2 separate regions of the Sus scrofa genome follow, and region 1 is linked to region 2. Evidence: chromatin contacts called from public Hi-C data. All regions are on one chromosome and are shown on one strand. The core of a region is the stretch at or near the end of the contact, and the rest is flanking DNA. Distances in the headings are between cores, read along the strand shown. Region 1 holds the start of ONECUT2 (one cut domain family member 2). Region 2 holds the start of ST8SIA3 (sia-alpha-2,3-Gal-beta-1,4-GlcNAc-R:alpha 2,8-sialyltransferase).

What was found. A called contact is a pair of places that touch in the nucleus more often than the background predicts.
Region 1: a Hi-C map of epiblast stem cells shows a contact between it and region 2, with 2.6 times the contacts expected there. The contact joins the promoter of ONECUT2 here to the promoter of ST8SIA3 in region 2. A contact is called at or near these places in 2 of 5 promoter capture datasets (both in liver) and 1 of 47 Hi-C or Micro-C datasets (epiblast stem cells).

Annotation. Positions count from the first base shown.
Region 1 is chr1:106,747,462-106,752,839 of Sscrofa11.1, forward strand. ONECUT2 (one cut domain family member 2) reads left to right here and starts at 3,885. Exons shown (of 3, transcript XM_021093679.1): 1 at 3,885-4,430; 2 at 4,433-5,378. The coding sequence starts at 4,277. It also overlaps a transcript of LOC102164252 not described here.
Region 2 is chr1:106,680,769-106,685,966 of Sscrofa11.1, forward strand. It overlaps ST8SIA3 (sia-alpha-2,3-Gal-beta-1,4-GlcNAc-R:alpha 2,8-sialyltransferase), which reads left to right and starts at 2,768. Exons shown (of 4, transcript XM_021093623.1): 1 at 2,768-3,506; 2 at 4,868-4,987. The coding sequence starts at 3,328. All of the region lies in intron 2 of LOC102164252 (a long non-coding RNA gene), which reads right to left.

The sequences.
Region 1 (5,378 bases), core at 2,635-5,134, 68 kb after region 2:
CAGTGTTTGTTGTCCGATCTCTACGAACGCTTGAGGCCTTTCTGGGAAACCATTACCAATTCAAAGGCTAGAAAATTGCTCTCTTTCCTTAAAAAAAAAAAAAAAAAAAAAAAAAAAAAAAAAAAAGGCTGGCGCAGCAGCAGCTACAACAGACAACAAAAACTTTCTCCAGCGTAATCCCCGCTCATGGAATGACAAAGAAATGATATTGACTTACCCCTGAACGGATGATGTGTTTGATGGGGGGGGCACTTTTTTGAAGATTTCTGTTCCGGAGCTACACAGACAGCTGCAATTCATGGGCGACGCTGATTGCCAGAAACGCTATGGATTGGCATGGGGTCTGCAGCTCACAGATCCTGATCAATACCCCTACACTCACACGCCAGATGGTTTGGGGAAGGACAAAAATAAAATAGTCCAAATCAACCCACCATTATGTCTTTTTGTATTGCTCTATAAACCTAGATGTAGCACAAATGTGTTCCATCCAACACAAAACCTTCTTCAGGATTTTGAACATTTGGGTGAAAATAAGCAGCACTCCCCCCCCCCAGGGTTTGAGCTGTGGTTACTGTTGTTTTGTTAAAACAGAGCTGTTGGGCCCCTTATCCAGATTGGGTTTACTTGTGGTCTGTTTATTTTTTGTGTGTGAATAATTTATAGGTCTCTCTTTTAATTGAATGTTCAGGACACTCCCTCACAGAGCCAAAAAAAAAAAAAAAAAAAAACCACACACCTTAATGTGAAAAACACATGTGAAAAACTCCAATAGTAAAATTTTCCAGTCTTTTTCTGCATTTGCTAACTCTAATTTGGAATTTTTTTTTCCTTTTACAGTACAACAGCTTACATTTGTTGTCAAAGCTGCATTTTATTTTACAGGCTTCTTTTGACCCATTTAAGTGTTTGATCTTGAAGAAAATCAGCCCTGTAGATGGGGTATTCTAAGAAATGGATATCCTGCTCCTGATATAATGGCTGGTGCAACTGTTTGTACATATTCTAATAGTCATGAACTAGCACTCCTGCTGCCACATTTCTATATGGTTGAGGAGAACAGAAGAGTAACTTAAAAGAAGAAATTCTGAGGCAGAACTTCTGAAGGCTAGAGCATGTGTGCTAAAGAAGGAGAAGTTAGCAACTCTTGCTTTTCATTTTCTCAAGGAACTATCGAGAAAAAAATCAGATATTTCAAAATATATTTTGAAATCTTATTTATACTGATATGCTTAAACTTATCTTCAAGTAGATACTAAATATTTTTTTCTGTTTAGAAAGAATGGGGGGAGGACATGAAAGCCCAATTCAATAAAAATTAGGATGCTCACTAAACAAGCACATTAATTTTTATGTTAAATGGGTTTGGGATTGAAATATAAAGCCTCAAACCACTATTAGAAAAACAACATGAAAAATCTGCTTTAATCTAGCCCAATGAAATTATACACAAAGAAGCCAATACGATTTCATGATTTCCCCGAGATCGCCAATATTGATCGAGGGAAGGGGGGAGGGAGGAGGGAGAAGGGAGGGAGGCAGAGAGAATATGCAACTCACCTTTCAACTCCCCAGCACGTGACTGCTCCCAGGCACTCTGAGATCCAATATCCAGGAGCAGATTTATCTTGTTACCCTGGTAAATGAGTTTATCATTTTCAAAAATTATTTAAATGGAAATTTATATGCTTAGGTTTCTGAACGGAGGCAGTGACTATTCAGCGTCTCACCCTGTGGTCACTGGCCACTCTTTGAGACTGAAGCCTGGCAGAGGGGTCTGCCTTCAGCACTGGGCACATCAAACAGATTCCTCCCCTGCCTTGCTCTTCTCCTGCCCTATTCTAGTCTCTGAGCACTCCTGGACCAACAGGAGATTGCACTTTTGTGAACTTTTGTTCAACTCCATGTGTATTTCAAACAACTGTTTCCCAAATGTCCAGCCACCATGTATAAAGTAGAGAGTAGGAAGAGAGATAGTAGCAGAGAGTCAGAGAAATAGGAAAGTCAGAGTAACAGAAAACTGGGTGATTTTACCTGTCTAGTGCAGTGACATTAAAAACATGAATAGCTAGAAAAGTATGTCCGGTAAAGCAGGGGATGGTCCACCTTCTTACCCAGGCTTCGAAATCACAGAGAGAAGCTTTTTGAAAGAAGAATTGGCAAGATATTGGCCAGAGCTCAATGAAGTTGATCTATAAATAGTGTCACTATTGATCTATAAATAGTATATTCATGTGACAGGATGATGTGGGAGGGGGGTGGAATTTTTTGCTCGGCAACTAGAAGAGAGGGGAGGGCAGGCGTAAAAGGTCACCTAGACTAAGAACTGTTTTACAAATGAATTAAACCTTTCTCTAGCGCCAGGAAGGCTTATGCGGTATTCCAGACTGTGTCCCTGTTTTCTTATCAAGTTTTCTCTAGCAGCTGGAAGTGGTTGGAGGGGTCTGTCTTAAGGATACCCCCTGCTCTTCTTTTGACAGCTGATCAAAAGAAAATAGGTCACGCTTCTCAAACTTATGTCCACCCTGTCCTTAATTACTGTCTCTTTAAACAAAGGCAACATCTGCGCAACCTCAGCCAGCTTGAATCTTCGGAGGCAGACCGAGCTCAACCTGCTTTGGAAGAATCTGTTACTTTTAAGGCTTTCGAAACCGAGCCGCTCTCTGTCGTCAACCACCCCAACCCCGGCCGCACAAATGTCCATACTCAGCGCCACTCGCTGACCGAGGGTTACCAAACAACGGAAATCCCGGGTAGACGAAGGCGCACTTTTCAAAGCCTCGGCTTGCGAGCGTTCTAAGAACTCGCCAGAGCTCTGGTCTTTTAAGAAGCAGAGTTTGAATATGCAGATATCACCTCTAAGTCATCTACCCAGTGCCGAAATCCCGGGCGTTCCTCTCCCGGGATTCTAGAGAAGATTGTGAGTGTGTGTGTGTGTGTGTGTGTGTGTGTGTGTGTGTGTGTGTGGAAAGATCCGCATGTAATGGGTAAGGTCCTGGGTGGTTTACATACTCCCTGCCCCAAGGAGAAGTTTGCTCACTACAGGCAACGGCAACAACCCTGCGGTACACTGCCCCCACTCCTCACTCGCACATACTTCTTTCCAACTCGCTCGCGCGGCAAGCCTTTGGTCACCTTGAAACCTCAGCTCCTGGAGTTCTAGTTTTGTTTTGCAATCTAGCAGTGCCCTTCTGAAGGCTCATAACTGAGAGATTTATGGGCTCGCTAGGTAATTAAATGATGTTATTGTGTTAACTTTGCATGCATTACGGCGGCCCGAGCCGAGGGTGGGCTTGCGTCTGCTGGCCGCAGCTCGCAGGCGGCTAGGGCGCTGGAGTTCCCTTCGCCTTGTAGATTATGCACTCCTCAGTCTCGGGAATTTACCCTGAACTAGAATACATTTGCGCCTGAATTTTAAAAGGCTAAAGTACCGGCTCCCAGTTAGAGACGCTTGGGAAGCGGCTTGTTTGGAGACGTGGGTTTGTTTTTACACCAGCACGTAGCTGGAGTCTTTTAAGACTCGCTTCGAGAAAAGCTGTGGGGTGAAGCGAAGGGAACTGAAGCAAAAGCCCTTTAGCCCAGATTGCTGCAGATCTGAAGACACACACAGTACCATCTTTAACGTAATTTCTCGCCCTCACTCACACTCTCGCCTCCCTCTCCCCATTACCCCCTCTCCCCCTCCCTCTCTCTCCTTGACGTTTGATTCCTATGGCAAAAGAGGGGGAAAAAAAAAAGGCACAGAGCCGTCAGCCAAACATGAAACGTGTGGCCCCGCCTCCTCCTCAGCTATTGGCAATTCAGCGTAGGAGACCCGCCCTCCAGGGCAGCCGCACCCGCGGAGTGGCTGCTCGCGGCGCCCATCGGACACTGCCCCGCCCCGGGTCCGGGAGGGTAGGTTGGCTGCCCCGGCGAGCGGCAGAGCCCTTCTGGACAGCTCCCGCTCACCCAAACAGAAGACGTCGGCGCCAGAGCGGGCTCGGACATGGCCAGGCAGCGCGCCGGCCCGAGCGGCGGGGCCCGGTGATCCCTCCCTCCTTCCCCGCCCCCTCCCCTCTCCTGCACGCACGCCCCGTCCGCCCCCACCCCACCCCCACCCCGGGCGCGCCCGCCCGCCCTCAGCCCGGGGCGCACACCCTCACGCACGCTCCCCCTCCACACACTCACGCACTCCTGCACCCTCCCTCGCTCCCGCGGCCGAGCTCCGCCACGCGCGCTTTGCCAGCCCGCCGGCCGCCCCCGCCGCCCCCGCCGCCCCCGGGCCCCGATGGACTGAATGAAGGCTGCCTACACCGCCTATCGATGCCTCACCAAAGACCTAGAAGGCTGCGCCATGAACCCGGAGCTGACAATGGAAAGTCTGGGCACTTTGCACGGGCCGGCCGGCGGCGGCAGCGGCGGGGGCGGCGGCGGGGGCGGCGGGGGCGGCGGCGGGGCCCGGGCCATGATCAAGAACTGCTGGCCAGCCCCAGCCCCCACCACGCGGGCCGCGGCGCCGCTGGCTCGCTGCGGGGCCCGCCGCCGCCGCCGCCGCCAACGGCACACCAAGAACTGGGCACGGCGGCAGCGGCAGCAGCGGCGGCGTCGCGCTCGGCCATGGTCACTAGCATGGCCTCGATACTGGACGGCGGCGACTACCGGCCCGAGCTCTCCATCCCGCTCCATCACGCCATGAGCATGTCCTGCGACTCGTCCCCGCCCGGCATGGGCATGAGCAACACCTACACCACGCTGACGCCGCTCCAGCCGCTGCCTCCCATCTCCACCGTGTCGGACAAGTTCCACCACCCGCACCCACACCACCACCCACACCACCACCACCACCACCACCACCAGCGCCTGTCGGGCAACGTCAGCGGCAGCTTCACCCTCATGCGCGACGAGCGCGGGCTCCCGGCCATGAACAACCTCTACAGCCCCTACAAGGAGATGCCCGGCATGAGCCAGAGCCTGTCCCCGCTGACCGCCACACCGCTGGGCAACGGGCTGGGCGGCCTCCACAACGCGCAGCAGAGCCTGCCCAACTACGGGCCCCCGGGCCACGACAAAATGCTCAGCCCCAACTTCGAGGCGCACCACACTGCCATGCTTACCCGCGGTGAGCAACACCTGTCCCGCGGCCTGGGCACCCCGCCCGCAGCCATGATGTCGCACCTCAACGGGCTGCACCACCCGGGCCACGCTCAGTCCCACGGGCCGGTGCTGGCGCCCAGCCGCGAGAGGCCACCCTCATCCTCTTCAGGATCGCAGGTGGCCACGTCAGGCCAGCTGGAGGAAATCAACACCAAAGAGGTGGCCCAGCGCATCACCGCGGAGCTGAAGCGCTACAGCATCCCACAGGCGATCTTCGCGCAGAGGGTGTTGTGCCGGTCTCAGGG
Region 2 (5,198 bases), core at 1,518-4,017:
CAGGCCTAAAAATAAAAAAAAATTAAAAAGCAGGGGAAGATTTTATAACCCCTGTGCCTGTCCATCAGGATGTCTGATAACCAATCACTTAATTTAATTGATTGATGAAAAAAAAACAGAAGTAAATAAATGAACGATGCCATATCTAACAAAAGACACCATCCCTCCCAGCCTTCTCATCCAACCATCTAAATGGGGCACATAAATTATTCTTGGTAGGTACGGATTGGTAAGGAACTACAACACAGGGCAACAGAGCCATGTCTGCAAAAGGTAGATACTTTTGCAAACAAAAAGTGGGCGAGGGAAATATGTGTGTCCAAAATAACAACTTCCCTAGAAAACATTAAGTCAAAGGAGTCTTTCACTTCTGTATTTCTTGTATTCACCCTCCTATACTCCTGTAGAGGTCTGATTTCCAATGAAAGCTGAAAGTGATGTTTTGTAAAAATATCCTTTTTTTAAATTTACTAAGGAGCTATAATCCCAGGCCTGAAAAATACCATATCTAGTAGCTGCAGCTGCTCTTTGAAGCAGTATATCCAAGATTTTTCCCTCTGGTAATTATTGAACAATCATTGTCACCTTCAGGCCTGGCACAGGATTCCTGTGTGCCTGTTTATCCTCTGGCTAATTTGGGTCCTTTACATCACATGACCTTCAGTGATCCACATGCAAAATGGGAATCATCCTAGTAAGATTTTATTTAGAAAGTTCACAGAGGTGTGCTAGGCATAGGTAATATATCAATTTTTAAATACAGGCAGAATGAGTCCATATCATATGTCCTAGGAAAGCCTGCAGTGCTATTTTATAAAGAGAACCAAAGAGTTTCTTCATCTTTGCCATTTTCTGTAGGAAAATGCCTCCTGAAGTACATCCTTCTCTATGCCTTCTGTAGCAGGATATTTATTGGGTCAGAGAAAGACACTAAAAATTGCCCAAGCTGTTTAGCTCATATTTATTAACTGCTTAATACAGGCCAGGAGTGGTGCCAAGGTCTTTACATGTCTTGTTTAATCTTCCCCCAAATCCTGGGAGGTTTTTATTTTGGTTCTGGTGATAAGGAGCCTAAAGCCCAGAGATGCTGACAACTTACCCAAGGTCACAGAGTCAGCCTTTGAAGTGCTGTCCTGCTGGTTTCAGAGCCTGGCATGTAATCAGTACTCTGGCCTCTATGGTGTATTCCCCCCACTTCTTGTTCAAGAAAAGTTTTTCCAACATATATAATTCTTAGACAGCTCTCATAAGATCTTAACTCCTTTTGGCATCTTACACTGTATTCATATGACCTTCTTTAAAAAAAAAGATTTATTCAAAAAATATAGTTCAAGTATTCACCATGTAGGCCTTCTCTAAAGTTTTTACATAGTCAAGACTCCCATGGATAAAAAATTATTCATGTCCTCTTGACCCACATTTTTAGATTCTGGTTAGTGCAAAATTCTTCAGTAGGTGCAAAATTACCTTTCCATTAGAAACAGGCAGTTGCATTCTGTGCACTGCTATCCACAACCAGAAATATGTTTCACAGGGTGCTCTTTAGGCGCTTTAGTCCTCAAACATTTATTAAGCATGCCTCTCCATAGACAGTGATGCAGGTAGTATGTGGAAACAGGGCAGAAAACATGGCCCTAGTTCTGCAAGAGTTAACAGCCCAGGAGGTCACCACTTTGAGGAATTCATGGCCCACAGACAGACCATAACATCAGGTCCACCAAAGCCCATAAAACCAGAAGTTCAAGAGAAAAAGAAATCATAGCCACCTTGGAAAATATCAATTTGCTTTACTGGAAAAGGCTCTTGAAGGCCAGTTTCTCACCTTCAGCCTCCTTCTTTGGTGCTTATTGACCAGTTTTGGGAGGACCAGGCCAAGAATAAAGCTAAGGGGAAGAAGCCACAAGCTAACTGCAAAGGACAGAGCTAAAGAAACATGTGGGTTGCCTTCTGAGCATTCAGCAGCATGACTGAAAAATGAATTAACTTTTATTTCCAATGGATATTAAAACAGGTAATATGTGAATATGCTAAAACAAATTGAAGGTCAAGCAACACAAGGTGTTAGGTGGTGTGCTTTCCTTCCACCTTTAGAGGCAGCCTCTCTTACCTAGTACTTGGGCTTCTCCAAAAGAGAGTTCTAGGCATTTATAGTGGACAGAGGTTTATAACGCCCCAGCTTCTGGGCTAAGCTAAGCTTCAGGGCTAAGTTGACTGACCCATCCTGAAGGCCTGGACACAAGGATGAGTCATAAAAGTGGGCAATGGGAAGTTAAATCAGGGTGAACTGCTCCAGGCCCAGGTCAACTCTGGGGCACCCGCGCCCATGCTGTGACCCTGGCCTGAGGTGTGCTGGAAGTCTGACACTGGAAGAAGGACAAGGCAGGAGGAGCCAGGCCCTCCACATTCACAGCTTACTTCACAACACTGCTAAGTATTACCCATCTTTTAGGGGCAGAAAGTGGATAGGGGAGATTCTGGAAAGTTCCAAAGAGGTTTTAGTGCTCACAAGGTGCAGCCATTATTTAGGGCTTCCCTGCTGGGGTGCTGGGGCGGGTGCTGATCTGTGGGGTTCAGGGCTGTGCTCAGTGCTGAGGAGAGATGTTTTTAAATGTCTACCCCTAAAACCACTCTCCCTGCATGCAAAAGCACCCAGCTGGTGGTATCCTCCAGGACAGCAAATCCAGTTATTTATCTCTATATTCCACTACATATTTATGAAGTAATGAATTGCCCATTAAACTAAGTTTGGGTGTCTGTCTCGCCACAGCCACCCCCTCGGCCACACTCTCAACGGGGAAGGCCGCTGACGTGGGCTGCAGCCTTCCAGCCTCAATTCCCCTCCCTCTGCCACCTCCCCTTCATCCCTCCCTCTCCCGCCCCTCCCACGGTTATTTGGGAGATTAGAGTTCATTAATTAAATCCTGCGCTTAGATCGAACTGTAACATTATTCCAATCACATTTATCTTGCAGGCGGCAGAGGAGATGGCAGCCTCGCTGGAAACGCGCGGGGGAGCTTGAGCCGGCGGCCAGAGACGCACCGTGCGCCGCTCCATCGCCACGCCGCCGCGCCCAGACCCTCCATCTTCCTGCTCAGCCTCCTGGCCCCGGCTCGCCCCTGCCTTGGGGGCCTGGCTTCTCTCTGGGGCTCCTGCTTGCCTCTATCCTCTGGCCCTCCGCGGCTCCCTTGCCCGGTCCCCCTCCCTCGGCACACACGCTGACACGCGCACGCGAACACACACACACTCACATACACTGATACGCCAGCGAGCTGCTGGCCGCTCAATGGACCGATTTCCCCGCTTTTCTTGATCCCAACCCAGCCCGGGATGAGAAATTGCAAAATGGCCCGGGTTGCCAGCGTGCTGGGGCTGGTCATGCTCAGCGTCGCCCTGCTGATTTTATCGCTCATCAGCTACGTGTCCCTGAAAAAGGAGAACATCTTCACCACTCCCAAGTACGCCAACCCGGGGGCGCCCCGAATGTACATGTTCCACGCAGGATTCCGGTGAGTGCGGGCCTCTGAGCGCCCTCAGGTATCTGGTTTATGGGGGCGAGAGGTCGAGGGCGGGGGTTGGTGTTTTGGCTTCTCCGAGACACTTTGGGCAAGATAACTGCGTGGTCCTTGCGTTCCTATCTCTGACTCCCCACCCCCGGCCCCCTAAGCTCCTAAAAGCCGTTGTCCTAATAGTGTTGATTGCATTCTCGTATTCTTCGGCATCCCTTCCCCCATTTCGAAAATTGGGGGAGGGTTTAAGGAGAACGATGGTGGAGGGAGAGGCCTTGCGTGTATTTGCGAGGGAGTATGGAGAGATGGACACGCGGGAGGTGAGTGCCTAACCTGCGCCCTGTCCGCAGACTCCGCGGCTGGGCTCTGGGCTGTCCCGGGCGATTTAATGGCGCAGGCGCCGGACTCCTCTTGCGCTCTCCTCCTTTTCTCTCCCCCACCCCCTACCCCATCAAATGATGCGCGGGTCTATTCTCCTGAAGCCCCTGGGGTATTCTACATCCATCCTTTCCCCCCCGCCGCTGCCATCACCGCCCCCCCCCCCCCCACTTTCCGGGATTTCTGCAGTTCCCCCGCCCTCTGCGGGAAGCGAGCCTCCTAAGAGCCGCCGATCCTCGCTCCAGGTCCAAGCAGGGCGCGAGGCTGGACTGAAAAGGCTCCAGGCAAAGTGAGGCGCGTGAAGAGCCTCTGCCCCTACTGTGACCCCCTAGGAGTTCTCCCAGCAGAGCCTCTGAGGGGCAACTACAAACTACATCCTGTGGTCCAAGCCAGGCCCGAGGTGTGAAACCTAGAAAAGCTCCACCGGGGCAAGGAGTGGAGTTGGCCAGCGGTTTCCGGGAGGTCCCCAGTCAGAGGACAGAGAGTGAAATCAGACAGGCTCGGGAAGGAAGAGGTTAAGGAAGAAGCCACCCCCCTCCTTCCTCTGGGTCTCCAGTTTCCTCTGCCCTTTCTCCAAAAATCAATCCGCGGGGACCGCGGGGGCGGCGCGGGTCTGGCAAGGGGGTGGTGCGGCCGCTGTCCGCGGTGCTGACTCCCCGCTCCTCTCTGCTCATCACCTTCTAGCGGAGCGCGCGGCTCCCGCCCCTGCTCTCCGTGAGACGGCCATTTTATGGTTTCTCCCGCACCCGGAGGGATGGACAATAGAGACGGATTTCCCCAGTTTTCCTTCTTCCTCCCGGGCGTGGGTGGGGAGCAGAAGGTGGGGCAAAAGAGAAAGGGTTCTGGGGCGGGATGTAGCCGGTGCGCGCGTGACAACTGTCCCCCATCACCGCCCGCTCCCAACCGGCTGGACTTTAATGGCTACCTTGACTTCCCCTAGCTGAGGCCAGCACGTTTGTCTGTGTACTCATGCTCCTCTCCAGGTCACAATTTGCGCTGAAGTTTCTAGATCCGTCATTTGTGCCCTTTCCGCATTCTCTGACTCACGAACTCCAAGACAGACCTAAGTGGACATTTAATCGGACAGCGTTTTTACATCAAAGGTAGGATAGGGGGAAAAAGATCCAAGATGTTTTGAATTCTGGAGCTCAAAAAACGAAGTAATACAAAACAAAAACCTACACACACACACACCCGCCCCCAACCTGAGGTGTATTTGCACTGACTTCTTGGACTAACTGCACAAAGTCTAGTTAGTAACCCTTTTACATTTATGTAGTGCCCTCTCATAAAAAGAAAACATCAAGAAGACCA